Regions from separate parts of the Sus scrofa genome. Here all the other regions are linked to region 2. The links are chromatin contacts, called in public Hi-C maps. All regions are on one chromosome and are shown on one strand. Each heading gives the region's core, a stretch centred on a gene start, on an enhancer-like site or on the middle of the called end of the contact. The rest is flanking DNA. Distances are from core to core; before and after follow the strand shown. Region 1 holds the start of FNBP4 (formin-binding protein 4). Region 2 holds the start of MTCH2 (mitochondrial carrier homolog 2). Region 3 overlaps FNBP4 (formin-binding protein 4).

Evidence for each region. A called contact is a pair of places that touch in the nucleus more often than the background predicts.
Region 1: a contact with region 2 is called in a Hi-C map of skeletal muscle, with 8 times the contacts expected there. The contact joins the promoter of FNBP4 here to the promoter of MTCH2 in region 2. A contact is called at or near these places in 6 of 47 Hi-C or Micro-C datasets (brain, fetal liver, heart right ventricle and 2 more) and 2 of 2 datasets of contacts at active chromatin or transcription factors (alveolar macrophages and skeletal muscle).
Region 3: a contact with region 2 is called in a Hi-C map of skeletal muscle, with 2.8 times the contacts expected there. The contact joins the enhancer-like site here to the promoter of MTCH2 in region 2. A contact is called at or near these places in 6 of 47 Hi-C or Micro-C datasets (brain, embryonic fibroblasts, skeletal muscle and 1 more) and 1 of 2 datasets of contacts at active chromatin or transcription factors (alveolar macrophages).

Annotation. Positions count from the first base shown.
Region 1 is chr2:14,894,137-14,896,836 of Sscrofa11.1, forward strand. FNBP4 (formin-binding protein 4) reads left to right here and starts at 1,397. Exons shown (of 17, transcript XM_021083063.1): 1 at 1,397-2,362. The coding sequence starts at 2,131.
Region 2 is chr2:14,981,562-14,984,261 of Sscrofa11.1, forward strand. MTCH2 (mitochondrial carrier homolog 2) reads left to right here and starts at 1,430. Exons shown (of 13, transcript XM_003353877.5): 1 at 1,430-1,685. The coding sequence starts at 1,599.
Region 3 is chr2:14,912,894-14,915,593 of Sscrofa11.1, forward strand. It overlaps FNBP4 (formin-binding protein 4), which reads left to right. Exons shown (of 17, transcript XM_021083063.1): 11 at 1,150-1,283; 12 at 2,267-2,451. Among named protein-coding and RNA genes, the nearest start is that of FNBP4, 19 kb to the left of the region's middle. Within about 2 kb of position 1,363, at least 4 of the 83 cell types and tissues checked have an H3K27ac peak or open chromatin away from gene starts, as enhancers often do. A contact at or near this core is called in skeletal muscle, where this site is marked.

The DNA of each region.
Region 1 (2,700 bases), core at 147-2,646, 87 kb before region 2:
GAGAATTATAAAATTTGAGGAGGTGGGAACCCCCTTTTTTTTTTGGCTTCACCCATGATATGTGGAAGTTCCTGGGCTAGAGGTCAAGTCCAAGCTACAGCAGTGGCCCAAGCCACTAACTACAGTGTCGACATCAGAGCCTTAACCCACAATAACAAAAGGGAACTCCAGGGACCCCTGATTTCATAGCCAGAAGTGTGAATGGGGTGGGGTCCTCACTTGGGAGCTGGCTAATGAAGTAAAGACAGTTCTGTGGGAGACTGAGCCCTTGAACTTAAAGTGTCTGATGTCAGCTCCTGGGGGTTATGGTCAGAATTGAATTGATCAAAGTATACTCAGTTGGGCATGAGACGATAAATGATTGTGACCTAAAACAAATGAACTGCCAGTTATTTCTCCAGCAGAGGTGGGTTTATTCGGAATCATCAAAGAATTGCAATTCAAGGTTGGCTACCAAGGCAAACCAGGTACAAGTACCCACATGGCAAAGAAAGGAACTGCTTTTACAGAAAGGAAGAGGAAGTTGGAAGAGCTGTAGTAAACAGCACGTGGCTTTTCATTGGCTGAGTCCTTCCCAGGAAAGAAGAGGAATCTCTTCCTATTGGGCTCTGCTATCTTCACAGGGCGGGAGAGCTGCCTGGCCCGCTCTGGTTTCCCAACTTTTTTGGGGGTGGGGGGTCACGCCCACACATGCATAAGTTCTAAGGCCAAGGATTGAACCTGTACCATAGCAGTGACAACACTGGATCTTTCACCTGCTGAGCCACCAGAGAACTTTCCAATTCTATTAAAGTAAGATTTCTTGCATTCCCATCCTGGCTCAGTGGGTAACCAACCAACTATATCTATGAGGACATGGGTTCAATCCCTGGCCTCGACTAGTGGGTTAAGGATCTGGCATTGTTGTGAGCTGTGATGTAGGTCACCAACACAGCTCGGATCCCACATTGCTGTGTCTGTGGTGTAGGCTGGCACCTTGGCTTAAGCATTAAAAATAATGTAAAGAGTGGGGGGGAAAATGTAATGCATACATATAAGGATCACCTGACCCCCTTGCTGTACAGTGGGAAAATAAAAAAATTAAATTAAAAATAAAAAAAATTAAAAAAAAATAATGTAAAGAGCTTCCCACCCCTTGGCATATAGACGTTCCTAGGCCACCAGGGATCCTTAACCTACTGGGCCACAGGAAACTCCCATCACTGGATTTCTTAAGCTCTAGAATGGAGGAGACAGCTATCAATGGAAAATCAAGTGCTGGGGAGGGGCTCAGCATTGACATAAAAGGTTGAGATGTAAAGCTTGCATGGGTCTTGAAAAAAACATTTTTCCCACGTGGTGCAATGGTTACTCCAGCTTGTGTAAAGGATGGAAGTGAGACAACTGCTCCCAGCAGCTGGCTGCAGAAGGGGACAGGGGAGAGGACAGTGCTAATAGAAGATAAATAAAGCAGGTTGGGAAGGCCAGATTAGGATGGCTCCCTTATCCCATCCCCACAATTTAGGTTCTTTCCTCCAATGCTAGTAAATCTAGTCATTTTTTTCCAGCCAATAAACAACGAGGTCATCTTTATGCTCTAGGAAAAAATTTACTAAACCATTAAAAGACTCACTATTCTACTTAACATTCAGTGTTATACCGAAAGTAAGCCACGATAAGTTGGGTGAAACTTGGCTAAAGACCTGGAAAACAGCAAGTTCCCTACATAACAAACGACAAACTGATACACAAGAACGGACACAAAATGGAGGACAAGGCGGTAGAGAAAAGACTGCAAAAAACGCATGGGTGGAGCCTGACGTAATTGGAAGCGATTCTAAACTGAGACCCTTCCTCACTATTGGCTTGACGCTCATTCTTTTTCCTTTTCCATTGGCTACCAGCTCCTTCTGTGCGTTAAAACAGCCAATAGCCTAGCCCTGTGGGTAAAGCCCGCCCTCCATCCATGGGGGGAGGAGCCTGAAAAGCGTAGGAGGCCCCAGGCGCTTGCGCGGGCAGGCCCTCCACCGGTTAAAAGCGGATCCTTGCAGGAGGCGGTGTCGCAGTGTATGAATATTGATTACGCAGCGCCGCGCCGAACGCCCGCCCCTCTCGGCTTCCCGACGCTCGCGGCTCGCGCTAGGGCTCGCGATGGGGAAGAAGTCCCGGGCGGTACCCGGCCGTAGGCCCATCCTGCAGCTCTCTCCGCCGGGTCCCCGGAGCAGCACGCCTGGCCGGGACCCGGAGCCGGAACCCGACACCGAGCCGGACACGACGGCTGCGGCGACCAGCCAGCCAGCCCCGGCGGCGGTGGCGGCGGCAACGCCGCAGACGACGACCGTGGTGACTACCGCCGCGGCCCCGGACGACTCGCCTTCGGAAGGTAAGCGTGCACGAGGGCCCTTAGGTGGAACGTCGGAAACTCGAGCTCGGAGCTTGGGGCCTAGGCCTCTCGAGCAGGTCCCTGAGGAGGAAGAGAAACCCGGGCTGGTGGCGTTTGTATCTGAGGCCTGCCGCACGGGGCCTGTGGGGAGGACGGCTGTGGGCCCCTAGGCGGCGGAAGGGTCGGCAGAGCAGTGTGCGCCCGGCCGGAGCCGACCCAGAGGCGCCATTTCTGGTGCAGGGCTTGGCCCGGCCACCCAGTCTGCTCAACGTCTGCTCTCGGTTTTGCATAACTTACCGGGTAAATATGAGAGTATGCGTTTCCGCGTCCCAGGCTTG
Region 2 (2,700 bases), core at 180-2,679:
GGGCCGCTCCCTCGGCATATGGAGGTTCCCAGGCTAGGGGTCCAATTGGAGCTGTACCCACTAGCCTATGCCAGACCACTAGCCTATGCCAGAGCCACAGCAAGGGGGATCCAAGCAGTGTCTGTGACCAACACCACAGCTCACAGCCACGGCGGATCCTAACCCACTTAGCGAGGCCGGGGATCGAACCAGGAACCTCATGGTTCCTAGTCGGATTCATTAACCACTGCACCACGACAGGAACTCCTTTAATACACTGTTTAAAAAAATCTTATCCTATGCATGATTTCACTTAACAATAACATCAAGAGGAAGGTAGTAGTGTTATCCTTAGATTTAGACACAAAAACTGAAAACAAAAGATAAAACGACTTCCAAATCATTTGTATACAAAGGAGAACCAGAATCTAAAATGCAAGTTTTCTTTCCTGCTTCATTCTCTGTGCCAGGCTCTGCCTAAGTGCCTAAGTGCTGTTTGATATAGAATGTGTGTGCTGGAGCTGAAGGAGTAAGGACAATGCCTTTTCCTTTTTGCGTCTGTAACATGTAGCCTGGTAGGCACTGAAGTAATTGCTCACATAGGCAATAAATATTTATTGAGCATTTAGTATGTGCCAGGCGTTGAGTAAGAAACAAAGGCAGTTCCTGCTCCTGAATTCACGAGGTTTACATTCCGGTGGAGGAGACAAAAAGATAAATTTCAGACAATGATAAGTGTTAAAAGACAATGTGGTAGGAAATAAAGGGGAGGTAAATTTATTATTATTATTATTTTTTTTTTGTCTTTTTTTGCGCCGCTCCCGCAGCCTATGGAGGTTCCCAGGCTAGGGAGCTGTAGCCACCAGCCTACGCCAGAGCCACAGCAACGCAGAATCCAAGCCACGTCTGCAACCTACACCACAGCTCACGGCAAGGGCAACGCCGGATCGTTAACCCACCGAGCAAGGGCAGGGACCGAACCCGTAACCTCATAGTTCCTAGTCGGATTCGTTAACCACTGCGCCACTACGGGAACTCCCAAAGGGGAGGGGAATTTAAATATAGGTCAGAAAATGTGTTTCCGAGAAGTTTTAACATTAACTGAATGAATGAATGAATGAATGCACCAATAGCAACCCCCTGATGGAGTCATTATTCTATCTAGTTTTTCTTGGCCACTAGATTATGATTCTGATGCTGAGTAGTCCTTAGAGTTTACTTTGCTGATGCCAAAAAAGCAAGTGCAGAGGCGAAGAATATCGAAGATCCCTTTTCAATTATTTTTATTACTCTGACCTTGCCCATGCGGCCAGGGTCACTCCCCATTGCCACGCCCATTCTTCTTCGCCTGGGCCCTTCCAGCCCGCGCAAGCGCAAGAGAAACTGCCATTCCTAGTGGAGGGCATAAGCCCCGCCCCGACCCCTGCTCCCGCTCGCGAGCGCCTGCCGTTTCTTGGGGCGTGGCGGTGGGCGGGGACTGGGCGGAGAGGCGCGCGCCGCTGCGTGCGTGCGCGCGCGCGCCGCGGGCAGGCCAGTGAAGCCGGCGGCCCTGGCACGTGATCTGGGACCGGCTCGGTCGCTTGGTGGCTGCGTCTGTCTGTCCGTCCGCGGGTGCCATCATGGCGGACGCGGCCAGTCAGGTGCTCCTGGGCTCCGGTCTCACCATCCTGTCCCAGCCGCTCATGTACGTGAAGGTGCTCATCCAGGTATGAGTCCTCGCCATTCCCTTCCCCGATAGGCGCCTTATTCAGGCGCCGCTGCCCACGGTGCCTGAGGACCGGCTTCAACCATCCCAGGCCTTCAATCTCCCGAGATGCTGCTCCTTTGCTGCCCGCCTCTTCCTTCCCCGCAGGGACAACTTCCACCGCGCGCGGAGCTTCCACTGGCCCTGGGCCTTCCCGAGATCTCGCCTCGCGGTCAAGTGGGGAGGCCCTCTCCGTTCCCGGTAGCCAACTGCCGCCTTGCCCTGTCCTTCCCTGCCCTGCCCAGTGGCTTCTCTGAACTTTGTTTTTTCTAACCTGAGGTTGATCCAGGCCGGGCATCGCCAAGGACTTCCCAACCCTCCCCTCTCCGCATCTCTGAAATTAGAATTCATCTCTCCTCCTGGGCCCCAAATGCAAGACTTAAAATCTCTTGAAGACAAATCTGAAATTAGAGGGGAGCCAACGTTTTGTTAGCTTTTCTTTTCTTTTTTTTGCTGCTGTAGCTGCTGCTATTCTCTTCTGAGATTTTAGCACCAGATACCTAGAGAAACAAGGAGCTCATTCAGAAGTGATAATGAAGTGGTTGCTGAGTCAAATTTCTGAAGGATCCAACAGCAGCCCATATGGCTCATGACAGTGAAATTCACATCTGTCAGAGCTGGAAATCAGTTCAGCTAAAAGAGTTTTAGCAAGTTTAAGTATGTATGTTAGTTTCTAATCTACTGTGCAATAGTTCTTAAATGGTATTTTATATTCTCAGTCAAGTATGCCAGGTTTCAGCAGATATCAACTGTTAGATAGTATTTTCAATTGCCTTTCAAAGTTTCCCTGTGATAGGCAGGTCATTCATTTTTTTCACTTTTTGTAGAGAGTTGATGGAATTACATCATGCATAGTACCAAGGATGGGAGCAGTTTTTAGAACCCCTGTCCTCTACTTTTCTGTTAAAAAGAAGCAACACACTAGGGAGGACTCCATTTATTAAATATTGATGATTTGATTTGTGTAGATTCAGAAT
Region 3 (2,700 bases), core at 113-2,612, 69 kb before region 2:
ATTGCCATGAGCTGTGGTGTAGGTCACAGTTGCGGCTCGGATCCAGTGCTGCTGTGGCTCTGGTATAGGCACAGCGGAAATGAATTCAACTAGGAACCATGAGGTTGCGGGTTCGATCCCTGGCCTTGCTTAGTTGGTTAAGGATCTGATGTTGCCATGAGCTGTGGTGTAGGTCACAGTTGCAGCTCGGGTCCAGTGCTGCTGTGGCTCTGGTATAGGCCAGAGGCAACAGCTCCAACTATACCCCTACCCGGGGAACCTCCATATGCTATGGGAGCGGCCCTAAAAAGACAAGAAAAAAATTTTAATTTTTAATCTTGATACATACTTGAACCACCAACTCAGGAAATAAAACTATGAAAGTTCTATTCATGATAATGATACCACATAGTGTTGAAAATAATTTGTAAGTATTAAAGCATTATAAACCTGTTTGAAAAGTTCTGAATCAAGAATTCTCACTGTGGCTCAGCGGAAATGAACCTGACTAGTATTCATGAGGTTACGGGTTCGATCCCTGGCTCCACTCAGTGGGTTAAGGATCTGGCATTGCCATGAGCTGTGGTTTAGGTCACAGACACAGCTCAGATCTGGCGTTGCTGTGGCGTAGGCTGGCAGCCGTAGCTCTGATTTGACCTGTAGCCTAGGAACTTCCATATGTCACACCTGCGGCCCTAAAAAAAAAATCCTTTTTGTGATCCTGAATCCTTTTTAACCTGTTTATTTTACGACAAATAACAGGGTAGGATTAGGTAAGGAATCCCTGTAGGAAATTGACTGATTTTCCTAAAAACTACAACTTTAATATTGATTAACAGCAGTACTAGATCGAATGAACCTAAAAAGTAAAATAAATGAGGAAATGTCTTAATGTAGTCTAAAGGGAAAACCAAAACTACTGCTGCTCATTTTCACGGATACTGGAGATTTGGCAGTAATGGCAGTTTCATTTTTCAGAACTCTGAAGAGCAAGCAAGAGTTTTTATGAACTTAAGATAGAATTTCTTTTCCACTTTGGTCTTACTTTCCTGCCAGAGTATACTGTCTTGGACCAGAAGACTTATGTCCTTTTCACAGAATAAAAGGCACATAATAAATAAGTCGTTGATATAATAATAAGTCTTTAACTTACTGCTTTGTTGATTTTAGACACGGATTGCAGATTGGCGGGAAGGGGCTCTTAATGGAAACTACCTTAAACGAAAACTTCAGGATGCAGCAGAACAACTAAAACAGTATGAAATAAACGCCACTCCCAAAGGCTGGTCCTGCCACTGGGACAGGTACGCACTCTTCTCCCCTTTTCACCTTTCACCTTTGACATCTCAGACATGATTTGTGATCACCACCACCTGACGACCTGACAGCCTGTCTGGAGACTGAGAGCAGCTGCATTAGCGGTGCTGGGCAGGCAGAGCACCGCACGCACAGAGTTTGAGCCAGCCACTCGTTGGAGAAACAAAAAGCAATGTTTAAAGTGTTCCATGTAACGGATTTTTTCCCAAGATTGGACAAAGCTGGTTTTTACTCCAGAGTGTTGTTGCACGGAGTAGGGCGGGCTTGGGGGTTAAGCGCATGCGAGAGCTCTGTGCGCTTTACAGGACCTCTGGAAGCAACTACTCCTGATTAACCTCGGTGAAGTTAAGGAAAGCTTCGTGGCTGAAGATGTGAATGAAGAACAAGATTACTATCTTCTGCCAGCAGGTCAGATGAAAATATTTCTTTTTATATTTGGCTTTTCTTGATTTTTTTTTTTTTCGTTATTTGAAATCTTTGCTCTTTTATTTTTCAGCTCCCAGATCCTCTCCCTCTCTTTAGCTTTCACTGTGTTTGATATCAAGAGTATGAAATGTGAATTCCACGGTTGAAGAGGGGAAGAGTCACCTTTCGCAAACTTCGTTGTTCTCTTCTTTGGAAGGGAAATTAGTGTTCTAGGAGATCGAGTCCCTTTGCTAATGAAACTTGAAACCCTGTTAAGCATTGGCACACAAAAAAAAAGATGTGAGAGGTGTTTTCTAAGTCATCTGTTGTACTAAGAGGGCTCAGGGCTGTATTCACAGAGCTGCTGGCAGTGCAAATAGCTTTGAATTATCCTTGGTTCTCTATCCTGAATTGTCAAAGCTCTTTGTTGCCTTTGTGAATAGCAGTCCATTAAGAAGAGGTTCGTCCCTGTGAGAGCAGACTGCTGTCCTGGGACAGGACCAAATGCAAGTGTCTTTATAGGAGAATGGGTCTTGAAACTTGTGTTTTCTTTCTTGTAATCTAGGGATCATAGACGGTATTTCTATGTAAACGAACAGTCGGGAGAGTCTCAGTGGGAGTTCCCAGATGGTGAGGAGGAAGAGGAAGAAAGCCAAGCACAGGAGAGTAGAGACGAGACGTCGAAACAGACCTTAAAAGACAAAACTGGCACTGACTCAAATTCTACAGAATCTTCTGAAAATTCCACAGGTGGGACGATTTACTCTGGGTTACTTGGAGAGAAGTTATTTTAGAGGAAGGAAAAAAACTTGTATTGATATATAAAAGAATTTAAATCTTAATCACATAAATTTCTAACTGAAAAATAGGGGCTTGCCCTAATAAAAAAGAAAGAATGAATGCAGGGGTTATGTTGAAGAAAACTAAAACAATGGCTAGTTGAAAATAAATATGCTGTTGATACCAGACTCTGCTAAAAAATAAAACGAAAAGCTGTTA